Linked DNA regions of Mus musculus: all the other regions are linked to region 3. The links are chromatin contacts, called in public promoter capture Hi-C maps. All regions are on one chromosome and are shown on one strand. The core of a region is the stretch at or near the end of the contact, and the rest is flanking DNA. Distances in the headings are between cores, read along the strand shown. Region 1 overlaps Denn2b (DENN domain containing 2B). Region 2 holds the start of Tmem41b (transmembrane protein 41B). Region 3 holds the start of Nrip3 (nuclear receptor interacting protein 3).

Evidence for each region. Promoter capture Hi-C pulls out the DNA fragments that hold promoters and counts their contacts.
Region 1: a promoter capture Hi-C map of cranial neural crest shows a contact between it and region 3, with 3 times the contacts expected there. The contact joins the enhancer-like site here to the promoter of Nrip3 in region 3. A contact is called at or near these places in 4 of 39 promoter capture datasets (the C10 cell line, cranial neural crest, frontonasal cranial neural crest and 1 more), 3 of 484 Hi-C or Micro-C datasets (the G1E-ER4 cell line, the HL-1 cell line and Sertoli cells) and 1 of 115 datasets of contacts at active chromatin or transcription factors (embryonic stem cells).
Region 2: a contact with region 3 is called in a promoter capture Hi-C map of stem cell-derived epiblast-like cells, with 2.8 times the contacts expected there. The contact joins the promoter of Tmem41b here to the promoter of Nrip3 in region 3. A contact is called at or near these places in 8 of 39 promoter capture datasets (the 3T3-L1 cell line, cranial neural crest, embryonic stem cells and 4 more), 5 of 484 Hi-C or Micro-C datasets (the G1E-ER4 cell line, the N1E-115 cell line, Th1 cells and 2 more), 4 of 115 datasets of contacts at active chromatin or transcription factors (effector CD8 T cells, embryonic hindbrain, embryonic stem cells and 1 more) and 2 of 9 other capture datasets (liver and pancreatic islet).

The regions. Positions count from the first base shown.
Region 1 is chr7:109,533,964-109,538,088 of GRCm38.p6, reverse strand. Denn2b (DENN domain containing 2B) reads left to right here. Exons shown (of 20, transcript NM_001001326.1): 12 at 2,718-2,795; 13 at 3,315-3,455. Among named protein-coding and RNA genes, the nearest start is that of Snora3, 16 kb to the right of the region's middle. Within about 2 kb of position 1,513, at least 96 of the 459 cell types and tissues checked have an H3K27ac peak or open chromatin away from gene starts, as enhancers often do. A contact at or near this core is called in neural stem cells, where this site is marked.
Region 2 is chr7:109,984,188-109,988,346 of GRCm38.p6, reverse strand. It overlaps Tmem41b (transmembrane protein 41B), which reads left to right and starts at 2,117. Exons shown (of 7, transcript NM_153525.5): 1 at 2,117-2,385. The coding sequence starts at 2,265.
Region 3 is chr7:109,779,298-109,783,417 of GRCm38.p6, reverse strand. Nrip3 (nuclear receptor interacting protein 3) reads left to right here and starts at 1,873. Exons shown (of 7, transcript NM_020610.1): 1 at 1,873-2,118. The coding sequence starts at 1,945.

The DNA.
Region 1 (4,125 bases), core at 264-2,763, 240 kb after region 3:
ACCAGACCCTGGGATCTAAGATTATATGCAATGATTGAAAGGACAGATCAACTTCTGCTTGGTTGTAAATCATTTTAGCTTTCTTGACTATTCTCTGTATTCGTCTTCCTTGGATTGTCATCTTAGATTGCTGACCTCTAGATATGATCATGTCACCCCACAGTTTATATTTACTCACTCCACGCCTGGCCATGATGTTGGGAGGAGCTCTATCTATGCTCTGGTAGGGCTGCAGTCTGAGCAGGGACTGAGGGGCATACCTCCTCTGGGGTTCTTGGAGAAAAATTTTGAACTTAGGGGAAAGATGTTGACTTTTGAAAATAAAAACTTTTTTTTCTCCCCAAAGAGCAATCTCTGTTTCTATCATTCCGGGGAAGGGGGTTGCTGTAGATCTACAAAGAACTAGTGGGAGAACAGACCCCAGGGCCTGTCTTCCCTTTTATTTTCCTCAAAGGTCAGTCATTGGGTTGTTGACAATGTTCTTTGGTTTCCAGGTATTAGTAGGAGAAGGCTGTGTCAGCTACCAGTCTAGAGAGAGATCCTAGACAGGAGCCTAAGAGTCCTAAAAGAAGGGTTTCGGGGCATCCATCCAACCATCCATCCACAAGCATTCATTGTATACCTGTTGTAGGTCAGGACATATCCTAAAAGTATATACACAAAAGTCTAGCATGTATCCTACCCTCGGTGTACCATAGCTAGTCTAGTAGAGGACGCCAACTTTTAGTATTGAATGGAAGGGCTGTGGAAGTAAAATTTTGCTTAGAATTTGTCATGTTCCAGGAGAGATGCTTCACTGGATTTATGTCTCTTATTTTTAAACATCTTTATGATAGCCTGTGGAGTACTATTAACTCTGACCCTGTAAATTAAGAAATTAAAACTCCAAGATGGAATGACTTGCCCAAGGTCACACAACTGTGAGGTGCGAGCCAGAACTGACTTCCAAATCCTTTATCACCAGTCTGGCATTCTTGAATCCCTACCCCAACCCCCAGAGGATGATCTAGGGAGAAAATGATATTTGGATATTGAATGCCGTGTGTGCTGAGGGACAGGGAAGGGGTCCAGATGCCAGGCTGGGAGTCAGGCAAAGACCAGCATGTGCCTGGATCCCTAGGGCATTGGAGAACATCGTAAAGGCTGCCTTTGACAGCACAGGGATGGAACAGAGCTGTGCTCTTTTGCAGTGGGCCTGCTGCCCCTAGGGAAGAGCATGTTTGTCCTGGCGCACTCAGAGAGGGCCTGGGCTGGGTCCCTGCCAAGGGGGCTGGCACTGGCTCGGCATTCCTGCAGATTGGACACAATGATTCTAACCCAAATCCCACATACTTGATTTAATCACTTGGGGCTTTAGGGGAGGTGGGGAGTGGGGAAGGGAAAGAGAGAGGAGTAAGTTTCAAGCCTAATATGGACAAAACAGATTCTGCCTTCTCTTTAGATCTGTGACTGTGGCCAGCAGGTTTGGAGACTGAAATAGCCCCATCTGTATTTGCTTAGCAGCCTGCATGAGGGGCCAGCACCTGCTGTTTTGCTCCCTCCCCACTAGGCCTTGCCAGGCACTCCAGGCCTCTGAACCCAGAGGCGGCCGTGGGGTCCTGCCAGCTCCTTGCTGGAGAATGAACTCACTCTAGTCTAACAGGGTTGCGCCCGCCTGCCTGGGGTGCTCACAGTATGTTTCTCTTCCTTCAGCTACGAACCTTTTAAACCCCTTTCCTTTTTGTTCTCTTTCACTTCATAGCATACCTCTACCCTGTGTCTGTGTTCCTTTCCCTCCTTCCTATCAGAAAACAGCATGTTTGGAGGTAAGACAGCAAGACGAAAGGCTGCACAGACTCCTGGCTACAGCCTTCTACTTATGCAAGCTTAGGCAATGGCTTAATCTTCATGAACTCAGCTGTCTCCTCTATAAAACTGGGTGATAATGCCACTCTCATACTCTTTTTGTATATAGTACCAGCGCTAGGACTCTGTTTTAGGAAACATTTCATAGAAAGTCATTCCCTTCTCTTGTTTTGCTTTTGCCTTCCTTGGGCTCGGATCAAAGGGAGAAAAGAGGTATTTTGCAGTTTCCCTCATGATGATGGGGAGGGAGAGATAAGGCCACATGTCCTGTTCCTAAAAGTGTCCACAGTCCCTTCTTAGGGGCTGGAGAGATGGCTCAGTGGTTAAGAGCCCTGGTTGCTCTTGCAGAGGACTCTGATTAGATTCTCAGCACCTACATGGTGGTTTACAAATGTCTGAAACCCCAGTTCCAGGGGATCCAGTGCCCTCCTTTGGCTCCATGGGCACAGGGCATACCTGTGATACACATACAAACATGCAGCAAAAACACTTATGCATAAAATAAAATGAATTAATCAAAAAAGATTAAATTTTTTAAAAAAAGTCATGAGTCCTTCTTGACATCACATCCTTTTGGGTAGCATCCTTAGGGGTGTAGATTCACAAATCACCCTGTAATCTCTGCCATGCTGCTGTGTCCTCTGCTAGCCACTAACTGTTTTCCTGGGATAAAGGATAGCGCCTACCTGGAGCTTGGCAGGAGATTGAGTGTGCCCTCTGGGGAGAGTGGCCTTTCTTTGGGAATCTGGTTGAGTTTAGATGTTTGGAGTCATCCTTACTAGAAGGACTATACTTAATGATCGGGTCCAGAGAAAATGAGACAGTTGTGGTATTCACACAGTCTTTGTCTCTCCTTCTCTCCTCCTCTCCAGCCAAGTGGGAAAGGGCCTCGGTTGCCAGAGGTGTACTGTGTCATCAGCCGCCTAGGCTGCTTCGGTTTGTTTTCCAAGGTAAGATGCTGACTTTCTCCCCATCCCCGTGACAGCTCTCATAGGAGTCTGCAGATAGCCTAGATAAGAAAAATGCCTATGTGAGAGAAAGGGCGTACAGAGCAAGTACAGGTGGGCTCTCAGAATCCTGTGTTCCCAAGCCTGGCTTACTACCTAGCTGCCTGGCATTTCCCCAACTCCTGGGTTGATGCTGACTGCTCTGTGGTAGCCCAGCCTGGTCCATGGACAGAGCAGGAGTCCTTTGAGAAGCCAGGAGTGCTCAGGAAGCTGTTTCATGGTGCTATTTCTTTTGCCCTGATGTTTCCTTCTTGGGGACTAAAGCAGGCCACCAAGGGAACTGAATGGTCATTGAGGGCCAAGAGAAACAGGAAGGGTACAAGATCCTGGCAGGACAGCTTTTGTGTCTCCAGGCTTCTGGTCCAGCTTGGTCAGAGACCAGGTTGCCCTCTTCTCTGTCAGAGAGGTGGAGAAGGCAGCTCCCGACACTCTTTCTCTTTGGGCTGCTGGTGGTGGGCACAGGTCCTAGATGAGGTGGAGCGCCGGCGTGGGATCTCAGCTGCACTGGTCTACCCCTTCATGAGAAGTCTCATGGAATCGCCCTTTCCAGCCCCAGGGAAAACCATCAAAGTGAAGACATTTCTTCCCGGCGCTGGCAATGAGGTAGGCAATTGCTGCAGCTTTCTTTTCTGGCCTTGGGCTGGGTCTAGAGAAGAGCCTGGCCAGCCCGAGTGCAGTCTCTGAGGGGGTAGAGCACAGCGCTTCCTCACTCACTGTGTCTGTACTCCTAGTCAGTAAGAACAAACATGTGAACCCAGGGGCAAGTGTTGCCCAGTTATCTTCTGCTAGGACTTCAGTTGACTTGGACCCTGGATTAATATTGATTATGGGCATTCACAACTGGAGATTATACCAAACTTCAGATACAGTCATGAGGATAAAGAGCGACACAGCTCTGTCCTCCAGGACATTTTTTTCTAGAAGGGGACCTGCTGTTGAATAGTTATATTTATAAATAGTCAATTCCTAAGTGTCTGTAAAAAGAAAGAACGGATCCTATGAGAATGTAGAACAGGAAATCTGTTTTAGTTTAGGGGGCCAGAGAAGACCTTCCCCCAAGAAAGTGCCATTTTTCCAGGGGCCTCAGCAATGCACAGGAGGTGGAGGTGGAGGAAGATGATGCAAGTGTGAGAACAGCAGGTGCAGGGCAGGAGCCAGAGCGGAGCAGGTGCCGCTTAAGCACTTGAGACAGGGTGCAGAGGCCCAGAGGGTGTGAGGAGACGTAGGTGGGCAGGCAGGGGCCCAAGCCCATTGTTTGTGCCTGCACACATTG
Region 2 (4,159 bases), core at 868-3,367, 200 kb before region 3:
AGGAACACTTAACAATGATGTAGATATTCAACATGGAAAAGGATTAGAAACATGGTTGACCATACTAATGCTTTAAAATGACTTATCAGTTTACCCTGTGACTAGAATAAATTCTTATTCCCTTGAGGGGTGAGAGTTGCTTTGTGTTGACAAACTACTATACTAACATTATTTGATATCACATCACACATATGCTCATTTTTTTCTAATCTTTTCTAATCTTCTCTGTATCATTCCAATTTTAGTATATGTGCTGCTAAAGCGAGCACATATGTTCACTTTTTATGTTTTATTTTTTTTAAAGATTTATTTATGAGTACACTGTAGTTGTGTTGAGACACACCGGAAGAGGGCATCAGATCTCATTTGTAAGCCACAATGTGGTTGCTGGGAATTGAACTCAGGACCTCTGGAAAAGCAGTCAGAGCTCTTAACCACTGAGCCATTTCTCCAGTCCCAGGTGTTCACTTTTTTTTTTTTTTTTTTTGGTTTTTCGAGACAGGGTTTCTCTACAGCCCTGGCTGTCCTAGAACTCACTCTGTAGACCAGGCTGGCCTCAAACTCAGAATTTCACCTGCCTCTGCCTAGCAAGTGCTGGGATTAAAGGTATGCACCACCATGCCCGGTCACGTATTCACTTTTTATAAAATGATTTTTTGTTTCTTTTTAATTTTAATTTTATTAACACTACACTTACTGCTGCGTGCTTGAATGTTATGTTGAAATCAGAGGACGCCAGGCTATGGTGGCGTACGCCTTTAATCCCAGAATTTGTGAGCCAGAGGCAGGGGAATTTCTGAGTTCAAGGTCAGCCTGACAGCCTGGTCTACAGAGCGAGTTGCAGGACAGCCAGGGCTACACAGAGAAACCCTGTCTCAAACCGCCCCCCCCCCCAAAAAAAAGTAATCAGAGGACAACTTCCAAGAGTTAGTTCTCACCTACTGCTATTAGGTCTCAGAGACCGAAATAAGCCTGTCAAGTTTAAGAGACAAATACTTCTACGCACTGAGCTGCCAATTCTCTAGATATCAGATTATTTCTTCTAAGTGTAATTACTGCTTAAGAACAATCCAATTCCCCACTCCCCCTTTTTGTCCAAATTTTAAAATACACTGCTAAGTTACTTTCACGAAGAAATTCCCCACTATTACCTTCGATACCTGCTTTTAAAAAAGATAACGAAAAAAATGTCAATTGGATAGGGGCATCGCTCAGCAACAGAATGGTGTGGTTTGTATGCCCAAGGTCTAAGATTATATCGACAGCAAGAACAAAACAAAACAGGGCTGGAGAGATGGCTCAGTGGTTAAGAGCACCGACTGCCCTTCCGAAGTCTTGAATTCAAATCCCAGCAACCACATGGTGGCTCACAAACATCCGTAATGAGATCTGATGCCCTCTTCTGGTCTGTCTGAAGACAGCTACAGTGTACTTAGATATAATAATAAATAAATCTTAAAAAAAAAAAAGAACAAGACAAAGCAAAATCCTAAAGAAGAGGTGACTCTAATATACTTACCAGTGAGAAGCTGGATATGAGGGGCAGAAGGAGAAAAACTGTCAAGAAGCTATGCCTTGGCTCAGGAAACGCCAAAATATAGCGAGTAAGGGTGAATTTACTTTGGACAGGTGAGTGAAAAACCTTGGACTCTAAACTAATTTCTGTCACTCTGTGATCTTCTTTGTTTCTAGGTCTCAATTTTGTGAGATTCAGGTACGTTTGTCTCATGTTTTAAATTTTACACGATTTTAAGAACAGGCTTCCAGCTTCCACAGCGCTTGTAACCCATTTGCTGCGGAACGAATGGAATCTCCAACACCAACTAGTCGCGCGCAGACACTTCCGGTTGGCGGAACAAAGAGTCTGAAGTACTCGAGCCTCACTTCCGTGTGACGAAAGCTACGCGGAGAAGTCGGACCTTAGGCCGCAGACCCATGACTTGCCAATGCGATATTGCTCATGCGCCCTACACCAGCGAGGTGGGCGGGGCCCCGGAGGGGGCGGGGTCGGCCCTGACTTGTCTCGCGGTTACTGGGCGTGCGGGAGCGCGCGAGGTTCGTGGGCGGTTCTGGGCGGGCCCTCACCTGATATCTCTGGAAGGCTCCGCCGAGTGTCAAGTTTTCGAGGTCGTCTCAGGTGAGGTGGTCGTGCCGGAAGTAGTTGTGCCTCGCGCCTGGGTGTTGAAAGAAAGCTGCGGGAGGAGCTTTAGTCATTCAAGGGGGCGCGGCACCAGTAGGAGCTCTTCGCGGCCCCCGCAGCAGCCATGGCGAAAGGCAGAGTGGCTGATCGATCGCCCACCGAAATGTTGCACTCGACCCCAGCCGGGGACCGGGCAGTGAGGACCCAGGGTTCCGCCGCGCCTGGCAGCAAAGATCATCTGAACGGTGAGTGGACCTGCGGGACGGGGCTGAGGCTGCCCTAAAGATTAGGACCCCGTGGTGCAGGTCGCAGGGAAAGAGGGACCTTTCAGCACCGAAGCATCTCAGCAAGAGAGTCCTGTACTTGGCGGGGAACCCAGCATGACAGAGGGCTAGACTCCTCCTAGTTAGTTTTTTCTCAATAGACTTTAGTCAAAGGAAGCGGTGACCCCGACTTGTGACACCAAATAGACCGGTTCGTTATCCAGGCCACCCAGACAGGTATTTGAGAGACTTGAGCTTTCGTTGTATTGTTTTACAGATGAACATACTGAGGACTATGCAGCTCCATGACTTGTGTAGAGTCACAGAGCCACACTAAGGTTGTGATTAAGAGCAAAGACTTGCCCTTCCAGGTGCCACTTGAAAGTGTCAGATTCTAGCCGGTGGTAGTTGTAGTTGCGCGTCCTTTTAATCCAGTTCTCCGGAGACAGACAAGTTCCAGGTTACACAGAGAAAACCCTGCCTCGAAAAAAACACAACATTTTCAGCTCTTGTGTTTCCATTTAACCTGGTTTGTAACTTAAAAAAAAAAAATTGTTTGATTTGTTTTCAAGCTAAGTAGCCCTGGTTGTATTGGAGGACCTTGCTCTGTAGATTAGACTGGCCTCTAAGGCAAAGAATGGCTTCCTTCAGCCTCCCAAGTACTTGGATCCAAGGCGTGCAGGCGTACACTACCGCCTTGTTTTTTTTTTTGTTTTTTTTGTTTTTTTTTTTTTTGGTCTTTCAAGACAGGGTTTCTCTGTATAGCCCTGGCTGTCCTGGAACTCACTCTGTAGATCAGGCTGGCCTCGAACTCAGAAATCGTCTGCCTCTGCCTCTCAAGTGCTGAGATTAAAGGCGTGTGCCACCACTGCACGGCCTTCGCCTTGTACTTTTTTTTTTTTTAATTTATTTATTACATGTAAGTACACAGTAGCTGTCTTCAGACACACCAGAAGAGGGTATCAGATCACGTTACAGATGCTTGTGAACCACCATGTGGTTGCTGGGATTTGAACTCTGGACCTTTGGAAGAGCAGTCGGGTGCTCTTACCCACTGAGCCATCTCACCAGCCCCCTCCCTGCCTTCTACTTTTTAAAAGACCTTGTTTGGTTCTGTAGGTCAAGCTGATTTGGAACTCAGAGATCCACCAGCCTTAGTTTTCTCAAGTACTTGGATTAAAGGAGTAGACCACCTGCAGAGATGGATTTGTAACTTTTAAAAAGTATCTGAGCTGGGCGTGGTGGCACACACGCCTTTAATCCCAGGGGATTTCTGAGTTCGAGGCCAGCCTGGTCTACAAAGTGAGTTCCAGAACAGCCAGGGCTATACAGAGAAACCCTGTCTCAAAATAACCAAAAAAGAAAAAGTATCTGAATTTTAAAACGAGAATAGTTATTTGCTTGGTTGATGCAAGGGTGTAAACAAAACAGTTCACCTAAACATAGCTTCTGTGGAGTGGTGGCCTGCCTCTATTATTCTGGAGGCAGAGGAAGGTGGCTCTCTATTGAGTTCTAGGTCAGCCTGGTCTACAAGAGTATCAGGACAGCCAGGTATGTTACAAGGAGAAACCCTGTCTCAAAGCAAACCAACTAAAACCCAAAACAATAACAAAAAACACCCAACGAAGTAACTAAGGAATACGGGGACTCATTCATAAATTGTTTTAGTCTCGTACACTAACCTGAAATTTCTTGGCTCTGTATAGTTTTAAGGGGAAAATATAAGCTCTTTGATTTTGTAATGGCTTAACATTAT
Region 3 (4,120 bases), core at 624-3,123:
CCCAGGCAACAGGACAGAAAGGAACCAGGGCAACTGCTAGTAAAGTGTGCCAGAGGACTGGAAAGTGAGCAGCCTGCGTGTGGAAAAGCCCCCTGCCCTGGGGCTTCCTTGAAACTAGGTAAGCAGCTTCCTTTATTTGTTTTCTTACAAGCAGTCTGTGTGCCCTAAAAACTAGGGCAGGGGATTAAGCAGGTCCATGAGTTGAGGCCAGCTATTCCAGGTCTGGGAAGGCCAGCACAGGTTGTGAAGAGAGGTCCTGCTCTGCTTCTTGTTTTCCTGAGACGCAACCTTAACTTGTTGTCATGCTTGTACTAGTGCTTATTGATAGCGTTCTAGGCATTGGGGGTTTGAGGCTAAGCAATAAGGAGGAAGCACAACTTATGTCAGAGATGTCCTGGGAAAGAAGCAAAGATTGAGCCGAGGTGTGAAAGAAGCATAGATCACTGAAGAGGGTGAGAGGGGACATCCCACGCAGAGGGCACTCCAAAGACAAGCCACTTGGCAACAGGGAGAAAGACTTCTCCCTGGTACTGGAAGAAAACTCAAGATGCTGAAGTGCAGAATGAAGTCACAGAAGAGGGTGTGTGGGTCGTTCCATCAAGAGCAGACACCTTTTGGGGTGCTCTTAACAGGATTGTGGTGGTACTTGGAGAATACTTTAAGAGCGTGAGCAATGGAAAGGAAAAGTCAGAGACATTTGGAGGCAGACTGGCTGGTTTGAGTATCTGCCTGCATAAAGAGGATAGTGTCGAATGCTATCTCATAGCTGCTGCCCTTCACTGAGATACTGCACTGCAAGTGTTCATTCTAGTATCCAGCTCACAACCAGAAAAGCTCAGTGAGTGTCATTATTGAGATGTATGGTGCTTTCAGGGTGCAGATCTTTTCTGATTCATGCCCGCTTCTTTGAGGTGAAGAGTGGAGTGGTGATTCCCACATGTAGAAATGTGACTTGTACTAAGTCATATGTCAAGACTCCAACCCAGAAGGAGCAGAACATTCCTTTTAGAATGGCTAAAAAATATGAATGAGTCTCAAAGAAAAATGGCTTTCAATCTATATTCCACCTCCACCCCTCAGTGTAAAATCTAGTGTTCACAGTGAAAACAAACACCACACACACACACAGACACACACACACACACACACACACACACACACACACACACACAGATGCTTTCTTGGTGTTCTGAAAAGCAGGTGTGCTCCCAGAGAAGTGAAGGGTGAAGGCTCCAGACCAGACCTGCCTCCCCAACCTCTGGTGCTGGGCTCAGACAGAGGGTGCCAAGAGGAGGATGGGGTCCCCGGAAGGCCCCGCTCCAGCCCATCCTCCTGGCCCCCTCCGCAGTCACGTGGCCCAGTGGGTGGGGACCGACCTGAAGTTGGAGGAATCCGGAGCTCTCCCAACTTCAGAGCACAGAGGTACAACTCTGAGAAGCCGAGCATGGCTCAGCTGTCAGTCATCCCGGGATCGGCCGCGGCGTGGACAGGTGAGCTGAGAGCCCGAAGGAGCCGACTAGGGTGGAAGGGGCTAGGCTGCCGGAGCACAGGGCCCCACAGCCCATTCTATGCAATGCGTGCAGGGCAGGGCAACCCACGCGGGAGAGGGGACAGTTGGGCGAAGCGGTTCCGCTAGACCCTCAGCGCCCCGGGGTCAGTCTGTCGGCCGTAGGCTGCTCCGAGCTAGCTTTTTCCTCAGGATGGGTGATGGAGTAAAGGTGGGTGGTTGACGCTGATAGACCCCACCCTCGTTCCTGAACCTGCGCCAGAGGGGCGGGACGCTTTGCTGGCCACGCCTTCTCCCGCGCGCACTGGCTGCTCCCCATGACGTCACGCTCGGATATAAAAGGCGCGGGAGCCGGCTCCCGCGGCGCTGTCCAGGAGCTCGAGGTTGAAGGTGCTTGGCAGGGGACACCCGGCCGCCCGGCCGCGGGCGTTTCAGCGATGTTTTACTCAGGACTCCTCACCGAGGGCGGCCGCAAGGAGACAGACATGCGGGAAGCGGCGTCCCTGCGGCAGCAGCGCCGGATGAAGCAGGCGGTGCAGTTCATCCACAAGGACTCAGCCGACCTGCTGCCCCTGGACGGCCTCAAAAAGCTGGGCTCGTCCAAGGACACGGTGAGCTCCCCACATCGGCCACACCCGTCACGGGCCTCTGGGCCACCACTGCCGCCCAGGCCCTTACTGTCACTTTCACTGAGTCACCGACCAGGCTTGTCGCTATCCACTCCCTGGCGGGTGCTCCGGCAAAACCCCTCCCTATCTATCTATCAAGGTGCTTTTCTTGCCTGTTCTCCTTTGGCGCAGTCTCCTCTCTCCCGACTCTCCCCTTCATGTGTAAGGAAGAAAGAGACCCTACCTTATTGCCCTCAAATCTCCTCTCCACTGGCTTATCTAGAATCTAAAATTTGGCTCCTGGAGCTGGAGCTTCATCACAAGTCCTGCCTCCCACTGCCTCCTCACAGGCTGCGTGCGTGGCCAGTTGTGTCCCAGACTAAGGTGATTGAGAAACAGTGAAAAGCGAGGTTTCTTCACAGTTGCTGAATATATATATATGCTTTGGTTAATTCTATTGTGACCCCCTCCCCGCCGCCCCAAATGTACTTAGTTTAGTCTTAATCTACCTTTGATTTTCTACCCTGGATGGGGGAGTGGGGTGAGAGAGGGGAATAGGGGTCAAGCGCAAATCTTTCCAGAACCTAAACATCTCTTCACACTCTCAGCTCTCCCTCTTCCCTCTAAAGACTGGGAAGATGGAGGAAGCCCTGACTGCTTCATCTCACAGACCAGATAATGCATGTAGATAGTTGGAGCTGGGGCTGTTGCAGTCTTTTTATTTCTGGCAGTATTATTCTTGGTATTAAGTAGAAGTTCAGGATGTGGGCCAGAATCCAAAACCATATTGTCCTCCATCCATTGAATAAGGGTGAATGGCTGAGGGATGTGACCTATATTTAATTCTCTTCCCCTGCTCACAAATTTATATGTAACTTTGTAGCTTCATTTGGAGTTGTTGTTATTTGGAAAAAGATTTTTTTTAATGAGACATCAGAATCTTGATCTGTATAATCTAGGCTGGCTTGAATCTCATCACATAGCCCATATTGGCTTCTAATTTTTAATTCTCCTGTCTCAGCCTCATGATTGCTGAGATTATAAGGTGTATATCATCACTCCTAGCTTTGTGGGTTTTTTTTATTTATAGTTTCCTTATTATCTGTGGAAAATTTTGTGAAACATCAATTAAATGTCTTTTGCAATAGAAATAAATGCTCTGGATAATCTTCCTAGTATTTTTATATTTTGAGCTTCTGAAATGCTTAATTGTGGTTGTTGGCCTAGGTTCACTGAAATTGCTATTTCTGGCCCCAGTATGGCAACAGAGGCAAGAGCTCCTTCCCCCATCAATAGTTCTAACAATTCATCAATACCAAAGATTTTCCCTGCCTGCCATTAGATACACTTATGAAGGGAAAATTACTCCAGTTATCTTACTCTGTTTTTAAAAGCTGTTTTTCTGTTGTGCCTGGGTATAGGTGATCTAGTCATGTTAACTGAGAGTGATCTCATTAAAGTTTATTCCTACCAAAGAGATAGCTCTTTCTTCCTTCTTTCACTTTAAAGCATTCATGATTCATTTAGCAAATTCAGTCCGAATCTTCTCACCTTCAGAACAAACTAATCCTATTCAATAAAGTGGAGGGTATTATTAGAAGAATCAAAATGCGGACTTTTAGAATGTTGGATCGAAGGCACTAATGTTTGGTTTGAGTGGCTGAGATGTTCCCTAATAAGAATTACCACAACTTCCTTCTTCCTAAGATTCCATATCCTGCTTTGAACTATGTAAGGATAATTCTCTTCTGACTCCTTGTCATGGTTGAGCTACTGGGAGCTGACAGCATAGAACATAGCTGAAGGCTATAAGGAGGATGCTTTCAGAGTACAGCCATGGGTATGACACACAGCAGTTCACTGTGAAACCCTGAGCCAGAGTTCACACTTTCCATACCCCATTTTCATAGAGTTAATTTCCCTCTCTCACAGTTCTCACACCTTTAACGTGCAAGCTATTGCAGGGAGAATCAGAACACATCCCAGACACCAAGGCTGACTGAGG